Linked DNA regions of Mus musculus: all the other regions are linked to region 2. Evidence: chromatin contacts called from public ChIA-PET, Hi-C and HiChIP or PLAC-seq data. All regions are on one chromosome and are shown on one strand. The core of a region is the stretch at or near the end of the contact, and the rest is flanking DNA. Distances in the headings are between cores, read along the strand shown.

Region 1 (2,700 bases), core at 61-2,560, 280 kb before region 2:
CATGCAGGGGCCACTTAGCCTGCCCAGCTGCTCAAAGGAGAAGCCAAAATCCACCTAGAGTTTCGATCCAGCAGTCCTGTTTGGCTCCAGTTGGAAGACTTGGAGAATCCGGCTTCTGGGACTGGGTTCGAGCCAGGTGACCCAGCCCGAGGGAGCCGGAGAGGGTTCCAGGCACACACCTGCCACTCGGGTTTCCACCCCGCAGCGTCTCTTTCCTGGCTTGTGCTTTTCAAGTGCCTCCGTCCTGCAAGATTGACAGCTCACTTTTGATTGGAATCAGAGTGTAGGAAGCGGTCTTTTCAAATTTCCTGTGCAACCCAGCCTGCCAAAAGTCCTGCCACTGGCTGTTTTATTTACCCTGGCCACCAGGCCTCTTGCTCGCTGCACCCTAAGAAAACAGATTGCTGTCGGGAGAAAAGTCCATGCGTGTTTCCTTTCTGGAGGCTGATCAAGTTCTGAAAGAAGGGTTTCCTGCAGTCCATTACACCATTTTGGTTTGTTTTATCCCGTCTCCACCTGCAGAGCAGGGAATTAGCCTGCAGCCCAGGGCTGGGCCAGCAGATGACTACAGGGAAAGGAGAGCTCGTGGGCGTGGAGCTTTCCACAACACACCGTGGCCTTGTTCTCTTTAGCTAGGCATTGTGTGCTGAGGCCCAAGCCCAAATCTGAATAGGATTCTGTGTAACTTGATCTGTTTTCTTTCTTTCCTGTATTCCTGTGAGCCAAATTTAACTTCACTCCAATCTGTGGCCTGTACATATAATGTTCTGCCGGAGGGTGGGGGTGGGCTGGGAGATGTGGGAGAGGGTGTATATGCTTGCGGTTTTTTTTTTCCTATCTTCCCCTTTCTACATTTTTTTTTTCTTTTGCTTGCCTGCGTTGCTCACCCACTGCTCACCCTTGGCCGGGTATAACTTAATATGGCTGTCTTGTCTGCAGCCATTAACCCTTTAGGGAAAGTGAGTGGGTTTTTTTTTTTTTTTCAGTCTCTCCTTAGCAAACCACAAAGTTTCCCAACCCCCACTCCCAGCGCCCCGTTGAGAAGCCTTGGCATTGCTTGAGTTAACAGTTGGCCTCCAGGAAACATGAACTTCCCTAGAAGTGCTTGTGCAGCAATTAATAGGCCTTCACTCAGATATGTAAAAATAGCCCCATGCTTGGAAACCCGCAGTTGAAAGACTCGGCTCCTAGGAGTCACCTGACTAGTGTTGGGTACCTCCTCTTTAAAAGGCTTGTGTCCTAAACGTCCCAGAAATATCCCAACATCGATGTGGGAAGGTTGCCAGGGCAGACAGAAATCCAATGTTCAATTAAAAGCTCCTCCAGCTGTGGCTAGGTCAGGCTTTGGCAGAGGCCAACAGCCTTGGGGTTCATGGGTGTGCCCTGCTGTTAACATGGAGGTGGGGATGGGGGTGCTGTCTGCTCCTCCTTTCTACTTAAGCAGCACCCCCTGCTTTTCATGATGGAGGGAGAAGACAGGCTGACTAAAGAGGGTTGGTAAGGGGAGGGCTCCCCTTACCTCCCAGGGCTGTCTCTTCCCTCCACGAAGGGCCGAATATTGGTCCTCAAGGTGTTGTATCTGGGGGACAGTCAGATAACGCACTGACAGCATAATGGTTTCAATGCTCACTGCTTCCAGAAATCACAAACATTCTGGGAAAACAATAATAACAACACCACCACAGAACCACGGGCCCTATCGGGAGGGGAAGATGTCTTGGGTCATTGCGAGCTATTTTTAGAATGGAAAATGTGCTGGCTCAGAGAAAACTAGTCATGTGCCCCAGTCCAAGTAGGGCACAGTGAACCCTGCCCCATGAGCCTGCTGTTCATTTTTACCCAGCCTTGGCATCTCTTCTCCTTCAAGAAGCCCTTCCAGCCAGTGGGGAAAGCGCCTAGGCAAGAGCCAGCTTCCCTAAACATCACTCCATGAGGACCCACACTTGACTCCTTCTGGGGCCCCTGCTACCTGCTGTCAAGTTGGTTGAAGAAGGGTCAGTGTTCCAATGTGGCTCACCTGCTTCACCTCAGGGCTACCGTGGATGTCCCTGTGGTGGCCCTCTGTCATTTTCTTTTTGTAACCACCATGGTATTTTTCAAGGTCCTGGACGTTCAGTGCATAACTGTCCCTCAGTGGAGTTGGCCATGTTTGCCCAGAAAGAGTAACCCAAACCTATGCTGCCTAGGTACCTGTTGTGGGCCAGGGGCCTACATGGCTTATCCACTGACCTTGACACAATGAGGAAGATATGGGAATGGTAACAAGGGAGTGGTCCACCGGACTGGTACCTCGAGGCACAATCAGGGATACATATGAACTAGAATATGATGCAGTCAAGCCTGGACTTTTGGAAAGGTACCAGCTACATCCCTCGTCAGCTGTCCAGCAGAGGGGACCCAGCAGTGATTGTGAAGGCATCACATGTGTGTGTCTGTACATGTGTAGGTGTCTGTGTCTGTGTGTACATGGAAGCCAGAGAACAGCCTCCGGCATCCGTCCTTAGGCACTCACCGTGGTTTGTTTGGCTTGTTTTTGTTTTCTGTTTTGTTTTTGAGCCAAGTGCTCTCATTGGACAAGTGGGCTAGGTTGGTTGGCCAATGAGCCCCTGGGACCCACCCATCTCTCCCTCCCCAGTACTGAGGTTATAAGCAATTGTCATTTGACCCAGCTGCTTTATAATTTGTGTTCTGAGGCCTGAA
Region 2 (2,700 bases), core at 49-2,548:
ACTGACCACAGGGATCTGTCTACTGCCTTTGGAGAGGGTATTCTTGCATGAGCCAGTTTATCTGTCCCCGTGCCAACCCTGATCTGGGAGATCTCCATGGAACTTTATAGGTCTATGAGGACTGGCCCATCCTCACCAGATCACCAAAGTCCTGTTTCCCAAAGTCTGGCCTCAAATCAAGAAGCCAGCAGAATGTCTAGGCTCTTTGGGCTTACCTGTCTGCTGCCAGAACTGGCCCTCCACTGGGCATCTCTTGCAGTCTGACCTGTCACCAGTCTGACTATGTGGATTCTATGCTGCTGGGTAGCCTGGGGACCCATTACTATTTTTCCATGTGACATTGAAGTGTCTAACACAGATCCCAGCACAGGATAGACCCTAGTGAATCCTCATCGATGCCATTAGTCGAGACAAATAGGGCCACCTGTTGGACCTCACTGTTTCTAACTTACGTAGAAAACTGCAATGACTTTCCGGTACACATCCTAGCCACTGGGATGGCTTGTTTGAGTGAGACCTTCAAGTCCTGTCACTGAGATATAGCACATGCACTGTTAGATGTGAAACCTGTATCAACCTTGAGTTTGCAGCTCAGTGATATTTTAAGTGTCTGGAGGAGGTGCACGCGCATGCATACGTCCATGTGAATGCACGTGGGGGCAGGAGTTCCACGTCAGGATCTTCCCCAGTTGCCCTCCAGTCTGTTTTTTGAAACAGACTCTTTTGCTGAACCTGGAGCTCCCCGCTTTGGAAAGACTGACTGGCCAGAAAGGCCCAGAGAGCATCATTCCTGCCTCCTCAGCACTAAGACTACGGGTGTGTGATACATCAGATCCTGGGACTTGAACTCGGGTCCTCATGGCTGCGTGAGGACTTTAATAACCAAGTCATTTCTCAATACACACACACACACACACACACACACACACACACACACACACACACACAAACAACACTCATCAGTGATTTCTTTCATATGTGTACATACCCCCTGGAATCATGTCACTCAATTGAGAGACAGAGTTCCCCAGATAACTTCTGTGCTTCCGCATGCAGCACCACCCTCTCCCTCTCTGATTGTGACTGCTGCACTATATCACCGTCAGCTGGCTTTCCTCCTCCTCGACCGTCGAATACATGGGGTATCTGGTATACACGCTTTCACATCACTAAGCATGTCAGTAGAACTCACACATGCTGCGTCACATGATTCACTATGTGAAGCCAACCACAGTTTACTTGTCTAGTTTCATATCTATAAACATTCAGTTTCCAGTTTCCAACTTGGGGTTATTAATAGAGCTGTTAGGAACACTCCTGTATAAGGCTATTTATGAACCATGTAGCATCATTTCTTGGCCATATCTCTAGGGACAGAATTTCTGGATCATAGAATAAGTGTACATTTAACATTACAATAGACTTCCAAACTAGTGTGTGTGTGTCTGTGTGTGAGTCTCTCTCCCTCTCCCTCTCCCTCTCCCTCTCCCTCTCCCTCTCCCTCTCCCCCCTCTCTCTCACTGTGTATGAGTGTGTGTGTGTGTGTGTGTGTGTGTGTGTGTGTGTGTAATTGAACCCAGGGCCTTGTGCATGGTAGTGAATGAATGCTCTAACATCACGTTGCATCCTCAGCTTCTATGATTGCATTTAGAATGTCTTAGTTATGAGAGCCAGCGCTGCCCTGCGTTACCCCTGGGGCTGAGTGGCATCTAGCAGTTCAGTTGATATGCGTCAGTGGGTGGGTGTTGGTTCTTCTTTGTGGTTTTGATTTCTAGCTCTCTATGACTAATAAGATTAGGCGAAGTTTCACGTGCTCATTAGCTCCTCTTTTATCTTCTTTTATGAGGTGTCTTTTCAAGTTTTTTTGTGAAAACTTTTCTTAGATCATATCTTTTTCATTATTTCATCCTGGGGGTTCTTCACACATTCTGATAAAACCTTTTGCCAGACACAGACAGACACTGCAAGTAATTCCTCCCCTCCCCCAGGTTTAGTGTTTGCCTCTGCCCTGATGTGTGTCTTTCAGACAACAGCAATTTATCAATAGCTAATGTAAGCAATTGGTGCTTTCTGTGTTTCCCTAAGAAATCTTTGTTTACCATGGCTTCCAGTAGATATTGGTGATGCTTTTCTGTTTTCTCTGGAAATTTTACAGTTCCCCTGATTATATTCAAGTCTATGTTGGTCTTTAATAAACATTTGTGCACGGAGTAAGAAACAGACCACAGCTTGCTTCTTTTTCATTCAGAATCTACTTTTTCTCACTATTTAAAGAAAAAATCCTCCTCATTGTTTAATTTATTTCATGTGAGAATTTGAGTGGGCAAATATGTGGGCTAAGTGGGCCTGGCAGTGCTCTGCCGGTCTGCCTAACTTCCTGCCAACGTCCTCAGGCCTGGACTAGGACAGTCTCGGCACACGCTTTGAAATCAGTTGGCACCAGCCCTCAGTGACTTCCACTTTTTTCAAAGTTCTGTGGGCTATTTTACATCATTTGCATTTCCATATAAACTGTCAAGTGAGTTTGTAAGTTTACAAACACTCTTTCCAAGATTTTGACTGAAGTGGAGCTGACTCTGAAGGGGGCGTGGGACATCTCATGGCAACGTTAAGTCTCATACACTAACAAGATATGTGTCCTGCCATTGTTAATATCTCTTGACTTACTCTGTGCATATTATGTAGTGTTTTGTGCACTGG
Region 3 (2,886 bases), core at 156-2,655, 390 kb before region 2:
ACTTACTATCCAGGATCGATTCAGGAGCTGAGAAAGATCATGAGTTCAAGGCCTGCCTGAGCTGCATAGTGAGTTCAGGGGCAGTGTCTCCAGACCCTGTCTGAAAGAGCAAAGACAGGAAAATAATGGATCTCTCCATTGCCCTCCAGGCCACATAGAGGTGACTTCAAGAAGACCCAAGAGCTCTTCCTGTGTTGAGATTTCCAGGCTGGAGTTCAGACTCAGCAGAAACACAGCTCAAAGCCTCTTGGCCTAGACAACTGGCCCCATTCTTTGCAATACAGAAACCTGAGTCCCTTAGTTGGGCTTAGGCTCAGGCAGTGTGGTTTTGGCTTGAGTAGGAGTGTCTGGAGTCCTAATGATGAAAGCATTCATTGCTTGATTTAAGAAGTGATTTATGGGACTAGCGAGGATGCTCAGTGGATGAAGGTTCTTCATCAAGCCTTATGACCTGAGTTCAACCCTTGGGATTTAATGGTGGAAGGAGGATACCAGCTCCAAGTTGTCTAGTGACCTCTGCATATACACCCATACACACGCGCGTGCAAGTGCACACACACACACATACACACACGCACACACACACACGCACAAAGATAAACATGATAATTTAATTTTTTGTGGTTTTCTTTTCTTCCTTAGATTTATTTATTTTTACGTTCATTGGTGTTCTGTCTGCGTGTATGTCTGTGTGAAGGTGTCAGATCCCCTGGAACTGGAGTTACAGAGAGATGTGCGCTGCCATGTGGGTGCTGAGAATTGAATCTGAACCTTCGGGAAGAACAGCTTAACCTCTGAGCCATCTCTCCAGTCCCAATAATTATATTTTTAAGAAAATAACTGATTTGTGGTATTGTATCTAGGACAAGATACAATTTTGCCCTTGTCCTGAGACTCTCAAGTCACTTTACAATGCCACCTGTCCTCATATTAAGGAGAAAGAGGAGGACTAGAAACACCAGAGGCTCAGGGCACTGGCTGCTCTTCCAGAAGGCCTGGGTTTGAGTCTCAGTACCCACGTGGCAGCTTACAACTGTCTGTAACTCTAGTCCCAGAAGACCTGACACCTTTCAGCCTTTGTGAGCACTGAACACACGTGTTGTACAGCCATACATGCAGGCAAAACTCCCATACACATAAAAATTAATCAATTAGTTTTTTTAAAGGAAAAGAAGAATAAACTACTTTTCCTCTTTAGCAGCTGGACCCCCACAGAAAAGGCAGACTCTGAAGTCAATTCCCAGCAAGAGAAATTATGCTCTGTCACATACAGTATATCTAAATCAGTCTTGGTGTTCCGGTTCTGACTCAGGATGTGGCTACGGGCACACCACATATACCAGTCCCTTTCAAGCTACATGAACAAGTCACCTCTGTGACCCAGAAGACCCTGCTTGGAAACAATCACGAGGCTCAGCCACAAGTCATAACTCATGCTAGGGAACACCAGCAACATGGTCAGACCTGTTCTCCAATGTCTTCATTCAGTGGTTACTCTGAGTGGTTTTGGAAGGTTCCCAATTTCACCCATGTGAACGACTTCACTGTGCATAGTACACTCAATATAATCAATACCAACAAATGCATAAACATGTTCAGATAAATACAATGAATGTGACTGGCAAGCATGGCTTTTATAGAAGACTTTGTGAATATGCATTTATATACAAATAAGAATGCATTGTTCAATGAGATCTGGGGTCTGAGGGAGGGGGTGTTGGAAGACGTTGTTGGAAATTGAGCACACCTTGTGTGTGTCACTGAGCCCCACTTCAGGATCTGAATCCTTCTAACCACCAACTTAACTGTCTTAAAGCAGCCACGGAGATTGGATCAGCTCACACAAGCATTCTCTCCATATTTATAATGAATCCTAATGGAAAATTGATTTTTTTAAATTTAGCTTCACAAAATGGAAAAGATTGGTTTTTAGCTTTTGAACTATCCTTGAGTTAAGGTAGCACAACTCTACAATTTCAGGGTACATTGATTTTCCCACTGTCTACATTTCTGGTTCCCTATTATAAACAAAAACCCTACAATTTATGAGGGCTATCACTGAGTTAATAGTCAAATGCCAAGTTACTATATAAAGTAACGTTGCTGAAATCTACTTCAAAGGGATGGCTTCAACTTAGACGGGAAAAGTGCGGCACTTGAACCTTTAGTACAGTGGTTCTCAACCTTCCTAATCCTGTGACCCTTTAATACACTTTCTTAATGTGTGGTCACCTCCAATTACAAAATTATTTTTATTGTTACTTTATAATTTTAATTTTGCTACTGTTATGAACTGACATGCAAATATATGATATGTGGGATATCTTATATACAAACCCCAGATGAGAATCACTAGTTTAGGAGAAAACAGTAGAATAACTTCTAAGATTTTGATCCTTCATTCAGACACAGAAAATAAGGGAAAAGTCACCAAGGATATTAGATAGATATTAATCCAACTCTGTTTGTATGAGAAAGCCATAGCAATGGGGAGAAATCAGGAGTATAGAGTGGCACTTTGAAGACTCCTTAAAATAAGGCAATCCATGACAGTGGTGGCCATATCACATCATAGTCATCCATTGTCACAGAGAGCAGAAGTCACAAGTAAAACCTTTCTCTATAGTATCTTATTCCACCCGGGTGGCAAGCTCAGGAAATAATACAAGGAAGAAGAGGAACCCCTAACTGAAATAGGTCAGGTGACATGCCAAAACCAGACAACTCTCTACCATTGGTTACAACGATAGGGCAAGCCGTAGAGGGCTTGGGCTGGCATTCTCTGCATAAACCTATGTCGCTGTCAAGAGATTTCCAAGCTCATTGCCCAGAGAATCCCAAGCTCAGCATGAACTTCTGTCTGCATCTTTCCTGTATTTTCTGGGC
Region 4 (2,759 bases), core at 18-2,517, 310 kb before region 2:
TGTGATGACCAGGATGCTGGGTGGGAACCTGGGTATGACTGTCAAGCTCCACCTCTGGATTTTGGGTTCCCTGTGCTTTTGGCTCTGCCTGCTTGGTAAGAGATGGCCTTCACGCATCCTTCTGAGAGGATGGATGCCGGCTTGGGTGAAAACCACACATCTGGACACTCCGGCAGATGGGATGCTGTACTCAGTAGTGGATGAGAGGAGCTGGGTGAGGTAGAACAGCTCTGGGAGAGACTCAGACTCTGCCTTAGAGCATTGAAAGTCTTTATACATAGTCATTTTCTGAGCCAGGAGCATTCTGTAGAAGCTAAGTCACATCACCCAAGCCCCGAAAGGATCTAAATATGCTTAGAGATACGTGGTTGTAGCTCTGGACAGAGGAACCTTGGTGAGAGACAAGCTGGGGACATTGAGGGCTCATGCCTCATTCTCTGTATGGATACCTTTCACCTCTAGCCTGAACTACATTTCTGTTCCCTAATGAGTACTTGTCTTCAGTATGGTATTCGTGGGTCCCAGATTGTTCATAATGTCTTAGGGAAAATAAAGTTGTGTATCCGTAGTGGGGATGGGGAGTTGCTAATAGTGAATATTAAAGACCCACAAGAAGAGCAAAGCTCACCAAAGCAGAGAGCAGCTTGGCCCTACATGTGACCAGGTGTCCCTTCAGGCTCAACCCAGTACTGGGGAGGAATGGGTGGTCTCCACCACTTTCAGTGTCCACTTGGTTATGGAAGATGTCCTTGAGAATTGCTGAGAATTGGGAACAAACTTCTTATAGTCTCCAAATAGACTAGCCTGGGCTTCTCCAATGAAAGCTAGGTAGGCATCCAATATAGGGTTCACAGGAATTAGTTTCATCCATGCAAAAGCTCCCAGGCCAGCTTATTCAGGTTCTGCAGTGGTAAGCTGGACTTACCACTAACTTTGGCCACTAGTCCATGGGAACTAGGTGGGAAAGACCCAAGTCTTAGTCCACTTGTGCCCCGTCTGGTGTGACCTTGGAAAGGGTGTCCACTTCCTCCTTCTATGGCCTAGCCTGCTGTGTCTATAAGGCCCTATCCCCTCTCTGCGATTTCAGTACCCACTTGGCTGGGAGTGCCATATTGTAACTGCTTGAGCTATTCCATTTGACTCTTGCATCCCACTAAGAAGAGGCAGGCTGGTGAGGACAGGGCAGTCGGCTATCTATCTCTGCTTCATGGGTAGAACTAGAGGAAGCCAGTTTCTCCTTCCACCCATGTCAGCCACTGGTGCGTCACCCAGTTCCTGTTTCTCTTTGCCCACCCAGGAAGGCGCTGCAGATGAAATCCTGGGCCAGATGGCGGATACTGTGAGCCTGGTCAGAAAATGCTGGCTCACAGGACACAAAACGGGAAGCTGGTTTTCCCAAGAGATTCATGGGTGGGGGTAGGGGGTGGGGAGGGGATGCTGTTCCCCTGACTGTGTAGGTGTCACACAGACAGGTTCCCCAGCTTCCAGAAACTTCCCCACTGCCACTGACAATAGGGGCCTTTTAAAGAATAACAAAGGCACTAAATTACCACAGTTGCTGCTGTCAAGAGCCCGGACCCTCTAGGAAGCTTTGTTTTTCAGAGAGGGTCCTTAGAAGCAGCTCAGCTAGAGCTCAATGGCTGGGCAATTTGCCCTCCTTCCTAACTCCACGCAGCAACAACACTCATGTCGGGAAACACACAATACACCCGTCTGAGCAACTTTGCATATTTCCTCTTTCTTGTATCCTTTGTATATTATGCATTGTGAAGGGATCTCTTGGGGACAGATGGAGCTATTCCAAAAATCATGCAATTCCCCGCTCTGAGGTTGCAGAAAAAATGTGGGTCATTAACAAAAGGCCGTGGACAGTGCAAAGTCCTTTGGAGCTCAGGGTGAACTCAGGCTGGTATCCCACTGGGGGCACAGGGAGATGTCCCAGGAAGTTTTGAGTGGTACTGCCTTCTCAGCTGTCAGCAGTGTTGTTCAGCGTCAGAGCTGGAAACAGTGGCCAGCTTAGATTTAACCTTGTTCCCATGGGAGCATTGTCTTCAACCATCTCATGGGAAAACTGCTCCAGTGTGTGTGTGTGTGTGTGTGTGTGTGTGTGTGTGTGTGTGTGTGTGTGAGGCAGATTTGAGTGCAGAGCAGGCTCTGGATCTACAGCATACCTTTTGAGGGCACGGCACCATCTGCCTCTCTCTACCTGCTCTGCCTTTGGAAATATCCTTTCACTTGTTTTGGAGAGCTGAGGATGTGATCTGCAGACAGGGGTGCACCAAGGGAGGCTGACCACAGGGGCCTTGAGCAGCAGTGCAGTTATGAATAGAACTACAGTCTTTCTGGAACTTCTGTCAGCCATATACTGTCCTTGCAACCTCTGCTTGGTTGTGTGTGTGGAGGGGCTTGTCTTATTATTATTTTTTCTCCTTCTCTCCTATAGAGGCTACTTGGAACAAATTCAAGTAAGCCCACAGTTATCTTTAGAGTCTCAGATAGGAGAGGTGTTGAGGGGCTCTGCACCTTGTGAATTGGAGTTCCCAGTGGACTTGACTTGAAGTTGCTTTGGGTCCTTGGAGGCAGGAGCTCAAGACATCACCTGGGGTGTCTTCTAAGTCTTGTGGGAGTCTCTAGTAAAAATCAAGAACACAGAAGTAGAATCTCATAGCTTACTGGGCATCAGACCCCATGGGGAAGTCACAACAGGGTGACCCCAAACAAAACAGTGGAATTCTGGGAACGTTTGCCTTCCTGCTCTC

The links. Hi-C and Micro-C count contacts between places; a contact is called where the count stands out from the background. ChIA-PET counts read pairs in DNA pulled down with a chosen protein or histone mark. HiChIP or PLAC-seq counts read pairs in DNA pulled down with a chosen protein or histone mark.
Region 1: an H3K4me3 HiChIP or PLAC-seq map of bone marrow-derived macrophages shows a contact between it and region 2, with 3 times the contacts expected there. The contact joins two enhancer-like sites. A contact is called at or near these places in 3 of 484 Hi-C or Micro-C datasets (all in embryonic stem cells), 2 of 115 datasets of contacts at active chromatin or transcription factors (bone marrow-derived macrophages and effector CD8 T cells) and 1 of 9 other capture datasets (bone marrow-derived macrophages).
Region 3: an RNA polymerase II ChIA-PET map of effector CD8 T cells shows a contact between it and region 2, with 5 times the contacts expected there. The contact joins two enhancer-like sites. A contact is called at or near these places in 2 of 484 Hi-C or Micro-C datasets (Sertoli cells and bone marrow-derived macrophages) and 3 of 115 datasets of contacts at active chromatin or transcription factors (CD8 T cells, effector CD8 T cells and microglia).
Region 4: a Hi-C map of bone marrow-derived macrophages shows a contact between it and region 2, with 21 read pairs. The contact joins two enhancer-like sites. A contact is called at or near these places in 1 of 484 Hi-C or Micro-C datasets (bone marrow-derived macrophages), 4 of 115 datasets of contacts at active chromatin or transcription factors (acute myeloid leukemia, embryonic basal ganglia, memory CD8 T cells and 1 more) and 1 of 9 other capture datasets (bone marrow-derived macrophages).

What each region holds. Positions count from the first base shown.
Region 1 is chr2:128,337,776-128,340,475 of GRCm38.p6, reverse strand. All of the region lies in intron 1 of Morrbid (myeloid RNA regulator of BCL2L11 induced cell death), which reads left to right. Among named protein-coding and RNA genes, the nearest start is that of Gm14010, 84 kb to the left of the region's middle. Within about 2 kb of position 1,310, at least 119 of the 459 cell types and tissues checked have an H3K27ac peak or open chromatin away from gene starts, as enhancers often do. A contact at or near this core is called in bone marrow-derived macrophages, where this site is marked.
Region 2 is chr2:128,060,154-128,062,853 of GRCm38.p6, reverse strand. All of the region lies in intron 14 of Acoxl (acyl-Coenzyme A oxidase-like), which reads right to left. Among named protein-coding and RNA genes, the nearest start is that of Bcl2l11, 65 kb to the left of the region's middle. Within about 2 kb of position 1,298, at least 74 of the 459 cell types and tissues checked have an H3K27ac peak or open chromatin away from gene starts, as enhancers often do. A contact at or near this core is called in CD8 T cells, acute myeloid leukemia, bone marrow-derived macrophages and 1 more, where this site is marked.
Region 3 is chr2:128,450,195-128,453,080 of GRCm38.p6, reverse strand. All of the region lies in intron 1 of Gm36154 (a long non-coding RNA gene), which reads left to right. All of the region lies in intron 3 of Gm29010 (a long non-coding RNA gene), which reads right to left. Among named protein-coding and RNA genes, the nearest start is that of Gm36154, 15 kb to the left of the region's middle. Within about 2 kb of position 1,405, at least 33 of the 459 cell types and tissues checked have an H3K27ac peak or open chromatin away from gene starts, as enhancers often do. A contact at or near this core is called in CD8 T cells and effector CD8 T cells, where this site is marked.
Region 4 is chr2:128,372,634-128,375,392 of GRCm38.p6, reverse strand. All of the region lies in intron 1 of Morrbid (myeloid RNA regulator of BCL2L11 induced cell death), which reads left to right. Among named protein-coding and RNA genes, the nearest start is that of Gm14010, 49 kb to the left of the region's middle. Within about 2 kb of position 1,267, at least 95 of the 459 cell types and tissues checked have an H3K27ac peak or open chromatin away from gene starts, as enhancers often do. A contact at or near this core is called in acute myeloid leukemia and bone marrow-derived macrophages, where this site is marked.